Regions from separate parts of the Capra hircus genome. Here region 2 is linked to region 1. A link is a contact called in public Hi-C data. All regions are on one chromosome and are shown on one strand. Each heading gives the region's core, a stretch centred on a gene start, on an enhancer-like site or on the middle of the called end of the contact. The rest is flanking DNA. Distances are from core to core; before and after follow the strand shown. Region 1 holds the start of PRKCE (protein kinase C epsilon type). Region 2 overlaps PRKCE (protein kinase C epsilon type).

The links. A called contact is a pair of places that touch in the nucleus more often than the background predicts.
Region 2: a contact with region 1 is called in a Hi-C map of blood, with 2.4 times the contacts expected there. The contact joins the enhancer-like site here to the promoter of PRKCE in region 1. A contact is called at or near these places in 3 of 5 Hi-C or Micro-C datasets (all in blood).

What each region holds. Positions count from the first base shown.
Region 1 is chr11:27,677,857-27,681,262 of ARS1.2, reverse strand. It overlaps PRKCE (protein kinase C epsilon type), which reads right to left and starts at 1,643. Exons shown (of 16, transcript XM_018055186.1): 1 at 1,034-1,643; 2 at 287-829. The coding sequence starts at 634.
Region 2 is chr11:27,984,700-27,988,105 of ARS1.2, reverse strand. All of the region lies in intron 3 of PRKCE (protein kinase C epsilon type), which reads right to left. Among named protein-coding and RNA genes, the nearest start is that of PRKCE, 310 kb to the right of the region's middle. Within about 2 kb of position 1,700, at least 2 of the 5 cell types and tissues checked have an H3K27ac peak or open chromatin away from gene starts, as enhancers often do.

The DNA of each region.
Region 1 (3,406 bases), core at 394-2,893:
ACCTTCAGCACCGGCAGTTTGGGGTTCCCAGCTTTCGAGGTCCCTGTAGCGCCCGCTGTCTGGACAGGGCAGAGGACCTTACCCTCTTCCCAAGACTCATCTTCCATGCCCCAGTGGCTACTTCTCCCCAACTACTAAGTGGAATGTGCTTCCCCAAGGTAATTGAGACACACACACAGCCGCCAAATGGCACTAAACCCCGGAGCCCCAAGACCAAAGCCAAGGTCGTGAGTTCTGCCCCTGGAACCCGAAAGCCTAGTTGCTGGACAGGAGGCGCCCAACTCACCCAGTCCTCGAAGTGACGGCTCCCGTTCTGCAGCAGCTCCTCAAACTGGATGGTGCAGTTGGCCACGAAGTCATCGTAGCCGATGGGGGCATCGTGGAAGACAGCCAACTCGATCTTGCGCCCGTTGCACACATCAGTGACGAACTCGTCGTGCCAGGCCGGGCTGTTGGTCTTCTGCTTGGTGGCCGTTTGGCCGATGCGCGAGTCGTCCACGTTGAGGGCGATGTAGGGGTCGAGAAGGAAAGTCTGCGGCCGGGGTCCCACTGCATGGCGCAGCGACCAGGCTGTGGGCTTCAAGCTCACGGCCTCGCAGATTTTGATCTTAAGAAGGCCATTGAACACTACCATGGTCGGGGCGGGGAGTGGGGGCCGGGGTCACTCCGTCCGCCCAGAGGGCAGGAACGAAGAACCGACGCCGCGGCGCTCCGAGCACGGGACTCTTGGGTCCCCTCTCGCCCCACCCCACACTCTCCCTACACCTTGTAGCGTTGCGCCCTGGCGCGGGCGATTCTCAGCCAGTGCATGTATTTCCTCGCCGGGTTCCTAACGGAAAACAGGGAGGGGGGAGAGCTGGGGGACGTCCGTGTTTGGAGAAGTCTCTCCCCCCCACCACCACCAGCAGCACCTCCAGAAGAGGAGACGAGCTGTCGGCTCCGCTGCAAAAGCCGCGGGGGCTGTCTCGTCGCCTCGCTGGCTCTCGGGGTCGGGGCTGCGGGGAAGTGGGCGCCGCGCCGGGCGCTTACCTACCTTTCCGAAACATAATCCCCGGGAAATTTCGACTCCAGGAGGGGGAGGGGGCGGTGAGACGGGGCGGGGACCAGAACGGGGGCGCAGATTTCCACCCGGATCCTCTTCGCACACCCAGCGCCTGCCTCTGACCGCGCGGGGCGGGGGATGGACCCAGGGATGTGCAGTCTACCCGGAGGGATGCATGTCCAGAGGAAATGGTCCTCCTCGGAGCCAAATTTAAAAAAAAAAAAAAAAATCCACAAGCCACACGGCCAGCCCGGCCGCCTCCTCCTGGGCGAAGCCGCGCCGCGCCGCAGTCGGCGATCGGGAGGCGCCAGGATTCGGGAATCTCACATCCGCGCGGGCTCGAGAGTCGGGGTGGCCGCGGCTCCGGCTGGGGCGCAGGCCGGCACCGGGCGGTGCGCAGCGCGGCGGGGCCGGGACTGCGACTCGGCGCGGCCCCACCTCCCGGGCGCCGGCGCCCGCCCGCCGCGCTCCCCGCGTCCCGGCTTTCAGCTGCCGCTCGTTCGCTGCCCGCCCGCTCTCCCCCTCGGTCTCTTCTCCCTCCGTCGGTGTGCGAGCGAGTCTCCCTCCCTCTAATGCAGGAAATGCGCAAAAGACGTCAGTGTGTATGTGTGTGTGTGTGTGTGTGTGAGTGTGTGTGTGTGCACGCGCGCGCGCGCGCGCGCCCTGGTGTTTGGGGAAATAGAAAGTTTTGCCGGTTGGGGGAGCAATACGGGAAAAGTGAGCCCAGCAGAGGACTGTCGAGAACTGGCGAGGCTTTCGGGGTCGCGGCGGCCGGCGGGGGAGCGGGACTGGGACCCCGCGCGGGACCCGAGGGAGTGGCGGCCTTGGGGGCAGGGGGATGCGAGCCCGCTGGCTGTGGATACCTGGTCTGTGGTCTCCCGCAGGAGACTAGAGGGCCACGCATCTTTCCAGGCTCTGCGGCCAGCACTTTTACAGCCGGGGGTGGAGAGGTGGCAGGGGTCGCGCTGCTGCAGAGGACTCGAGACCCTCCCTCGGCCCCACCCCTACTCTGACCATGGCTGGCCAGGGCAGCCTGCGGAGTATTGGTCGGTCTGTCTGTCATTCTGTCCGGAGACGCTCCGCTCCGCGGTGGTGGGGGAAGGGGGGAAGGGAGGGGCGTCCAAGGCTCTGTGTGAGTTTTAAAACACTACTCTTTCTTCCCTTTCTTTGGGGGCACTCTCCCTTTTGGGGGTCTGTCCCAAATTTCTCGGGCTGCTAGAACTTGTTGGCAAGCGAAAGCTTAGTAACACCCCGGCTCGGTTCGTGTGTTTGTTTATATTTTACAAAGTGACTTCATATTTACTCTAGACCTAGCCTGTGCCCTTTGCGGGGGACAGGGTTCTGATCAGCGCGCTGACAGCGGCCGTCCCAGCTGCGCGAAAACGGGGCGCGTCCTCCGGCGGGGACTGGGGGTTGTGGGCTGTGTCCGTGTTAATTTCCTCCGTAACCTTTAAACTCTTGCTGGAAGCCGCGGCAGCCGCTGATCACGTGAGGCGGGCCCTGGGCTGCTGGGGAAGAATTTCCTCCGCGGGGAGCCGGGGACGGAGAAGGCGGCCGGGCGAGGGACGGCCTGGCGCCTGGGGACGCGAACCTGGGAGGGCGGGGCGGAGAGCGCGGAGGTCCGGGGCGCGGCCCTGCCTGGAACTGCAGGAGGACAGCCCTGGAAAGAGGTCGTCTCCGCAACCTGCGAGCCGGGGGGCGGGAGGCGGGGGGGTGCAAACGGAAAAAGAAAACCTCGGCCCTCGCCCGCGTGCCAAGTCAAGTCAGGGAGGTTGTAGGAATCGTGGTAAGCTGTGTTTATCTTTCGACTCTGGTTAGCCCAAGTTTAAAACCCACCTCTCGATCACTTTTTCTCAGTGGGGAAAAAAAAAAAAAAGGAAAGTTATCATTGTCTGTGGCTTAGAGGCTTACAAAGGCTTAAAGGCGCAGAAGGAGACAGACCCCTGGAACGACAGGGTACCAAGTGCCGCAGACAGGTTGCAAAAATGATCAGAAAAGTCCCGGGCAGATCCTCTCCGAAGGCCTGCAGCTACTGCTCTTTCTCGAGCTTACCAGTAATTCCTCGCGGCCCTCCAAGTTAGATGGAGCAGCAGGGTAGAGAGAGCTAGCATACAATCAGAGACAGACGAGTTCCCTTGGAAAAAGTCAGGATGTAAAAGTTTTGCCTTCCAGGGCCACTCCCACCAGCTGGAGGCATATTTTAAAAATTGTCAGTTTGACAAAGCACAGGTGGGATATCTCATCGCTGTTAACTTCTTTGATCATCAGAACTTTTTCCTCCTCCCTTCTTACTACCACCATTCTATTCTTATTAAGCATGTTTCCCCCCTTCAGGGGCCATGTGATGGGCTTGATCTACAAATG
Region 2 (3,406 bases), core at 451-2,950, 310 kb before region 1:
TTGGGAATAGGTGTCTATTGAGTTTATTAGTCAAAAGGTGCGTTGTGTTTGAGACCATGTGGTGTGTTTGTATGTGCATGTGAGTTGGGGGGAAGCATGGGAGTGTCTGTGTTTCTGAATGAATGCAATTGGTAGTGAGTGTGTGCAGAAGTGAGCAGTAAGTGAAGGTACATGTGTGTGTATGATATGCATGTGGTATGTTGGTGTAGTAAATATGAGTAATGTGTGTGTTGATACAATCAGGTGTCAGGTGAGTGTGATTACATGTGTGAGTGTACACAGGTACACTATGTGTATATCTTGGGTGAGTGCATGAGTGTGCATGCACAAGTGTTTGTACATGGCCCTAGACACAAGTAACCACCTTCACTTTTGCTCTGATTAACATGCTCTCTGCTTCTTCCATTCCTTGGATCTATGTGGATCGACTAAGCCAAAGGTTTCCAAGTATTTCTGACTGTAAGTATAGGTAAAAACTTTCTGACATATAGGCTTATTTTCTTATAGATTAGGAACATGTAGTACTGGCAGTCTATATGCTGAGTATTAAAATGCAATCATTCTTTTGTTTCTTAGGTAAGAAAATAGATGCAAATGGAAGTGCTCTTGTTTATTTCCTATTTCCTAGCGGCGCACGTGGTCCGAGTGTGAGCTGTAAGCAGGTTCTACTTCAGATGCCGCGCCCCTAAACCATATGACCCCTCGTCCGACTTCTCACCTCTCCCCTAGATACACACACATACACGCACACACTCACACTCTCACATACCTCCTGATGAGGGTTACCATTGGATTATTGAAAGCAAATGCCAGGAGATGGGCTGGAAATGGAGTCTAAGTTCATCTGCACATGGAGACAGTCTCCAATTTGCACTGCTGATGCCAGTTTCTAGGAGCCATTACGAGAGGGACAAAAGGCAGCAGCCAGGAAGATGCAGAGGTGAGCTCTCGAGCAGGAAATCAACTGAGCAAGAAGACTCTTTGAGGTTATACGGGGGCAAGTGGGTGTGCGGGTGCCTGTTTTCTGAATGTACTTGCCAGCCCAGCATGGTGAGGGGATGCGTTACACCCACATTTCAGAAATGACAGCGGATTCCCACAACAATTTACAGCAGGCATGACTTAACAGTGCATTAGCTAACGGCTGCTGGAATCACTTAAGTAAAACACTTTTTTTTTTTAAGTCAATGCATTTTTCTCTTAATGACACAGAGTTGGAAATGTCTCTGAAAGCCTTAGTAATCTAATGAAAGAGTGCTCAGATGCTAGTCTCCAGGACAGTAGGGTATAAAATGATGACAGAGCAGCAAAAATGTCAGCTCCAGGGCCTGACCACCTGATAATAGGGCTGCTTATGAGGGAATGTAAACGGTGAGTCCTGAGGAAGGCAGTGGTGCTGGCTTTAACGAGCCTGTCTCCTGTCTGTCACTACTGGGGTGCTACCAAGATAAACCTTAGGATGTTTAATAATAACATTTCACATTTCCATCAAATTGCTCTTTCTTCAGACTAATAGTCATTTCTTTTACTAAGGACCCACAGTGACCGTAAGAAGGAGGCTCAGAGGAGTATGATGTATAGAGGGCTGTTTTCGCTTGCTTTCTTTATCTTTTTTTGACATTTTCCAGGAGAAGAAATCATTTGGTAAGTGACAGGCTGGCACCTCCTCTGCCCTGGCAGGATGCTCTGGGCTGGATCTCCCTGGGGTTGGATGAGGTTGGAGCCAGCGGGGAATTAGCCTGCTGCGCTGGATTCCTGAGTGCTGACTCAGCCACAGAACTCCAGGAGCAGAGCTACAAGCAGCGGTCCACGCAGCGCCCACCACGCCTAGCTGGAAAGAGGACCAGCCTCTGCCCTGGAGGTTTACAACATCATATATCATGCATGTGGCTGATGTTTCTGAGACAGTCAACGAGAAAGAAAAGTGTCATGATTATATATACACATTTAAGCAGTTTAAGCAAATGTGTACATTTGTTCTTTTTGTTCCAAAAGTTGCTGAATAAAGCATGGCACAATGAATTTATGCTCAAATAATCAAGAAACGGCCAAGTTTAGGCAAAAGAGAAGGGGGTCCTAAGTTAGAAAAAAACGAAAACTGAAGGCCAGAAAGAGTTTGCTCCCTGAATAAATGGCTTTTGTAAGGATTAACAACGGTGAGAGGGGTAGGTACCAAAATATTAAAAAGAGATGCAGAGGTCAGTCATAAAAACATGGGAAACTCAGGAGAGGTATATGGAGCAGAAAGGGAGAACACAGGTTCCACTTCACCCACGAGAGTCCTGGAATTTGCCTGTTTTTCCAGAGTCATTGTGAATCGCACCACCTCTCACTCTCAACTGTGTCCTTTCTTGGAGGATAAACTACCCATCCTGGTTCTCAAGAGCCCACAGGATGCACTGAATTGCCAGACAGCACCTTCTTTGGCCAAGCCACCTGGTGGTTTGGTGTCTACCTTTGTAATCCTCTCCAAGGGGCTGAAAATCTCCCTTGCAGCCTGCCCTGGGGTAGGCAAAGCTCCTGTTTCCTTCTGAGCAGATGGTTATCATAAGAGGTTCCAACTCTTCACTCCTGGGGCCACACTGGCTCCTGATGACACTAGAGGAATAGGGCAGAGATGGGGGGAGGGAGGTGAGGAGGAGAGAGAGTAGAGGTGAGAAGGGATGGAGACAGTGAGAATCTGGGGGCTGGAGCCCTAGGAGGGACATGGCTGGAGCTCACTGTCACCATGGGGAAGCCGGCAAGGGCTGGGGGAGGACAGGGCCCAGTGAGACCTGTTTTCTGCTCCAGATCCTGCAGCCTTTTGCTAAGGCTGTCTTCTCATCTCCAAGTAAGAGTTAGTAACATCTATTTCCAAAGTCCATGTGACCTTTACAAAATAATCATTTTAAAGCATCAGGCACACAGTAGGCACTCAAGGAATGAGGTGTACCTAAGAGCATTTTTCCTAAAATCAAACCACCTAAAACAGGGGACCATCGAGTGTTAGCCCCTATTCCATAAGACTGTGGCTTAGATCACCTCAGGCAGAGACATGTGGGATGTTTCTGGGTATTCTGCAGATGACCTCAGTGGTGGACCAAAGAATAGGGCTGTGCTGGGGCACCAAGAGCATCTACTGCCCACCCCCAGCTATTTTTATTGAATTACTACTATAAACTTATACACAAAAAGAAAAAAAAATTAAGGCAGATTTTAAAAAGTGAATGGAATTTGGATGTTTTCTTCCCAAAGGGAATCATCCCTTAGGGCATCAGTCCCCAACCTTTTTGGCACCAGGGATCAATTTCATGGAAGACAATTTTTCCACGGACTGGGGGCAGGACGGAGTAGGGTGGCTGATGGTTTCAGGATGATTCAAGTGCATTACATTTATTGAGCACTTTATTTCTATTATTATTCCATC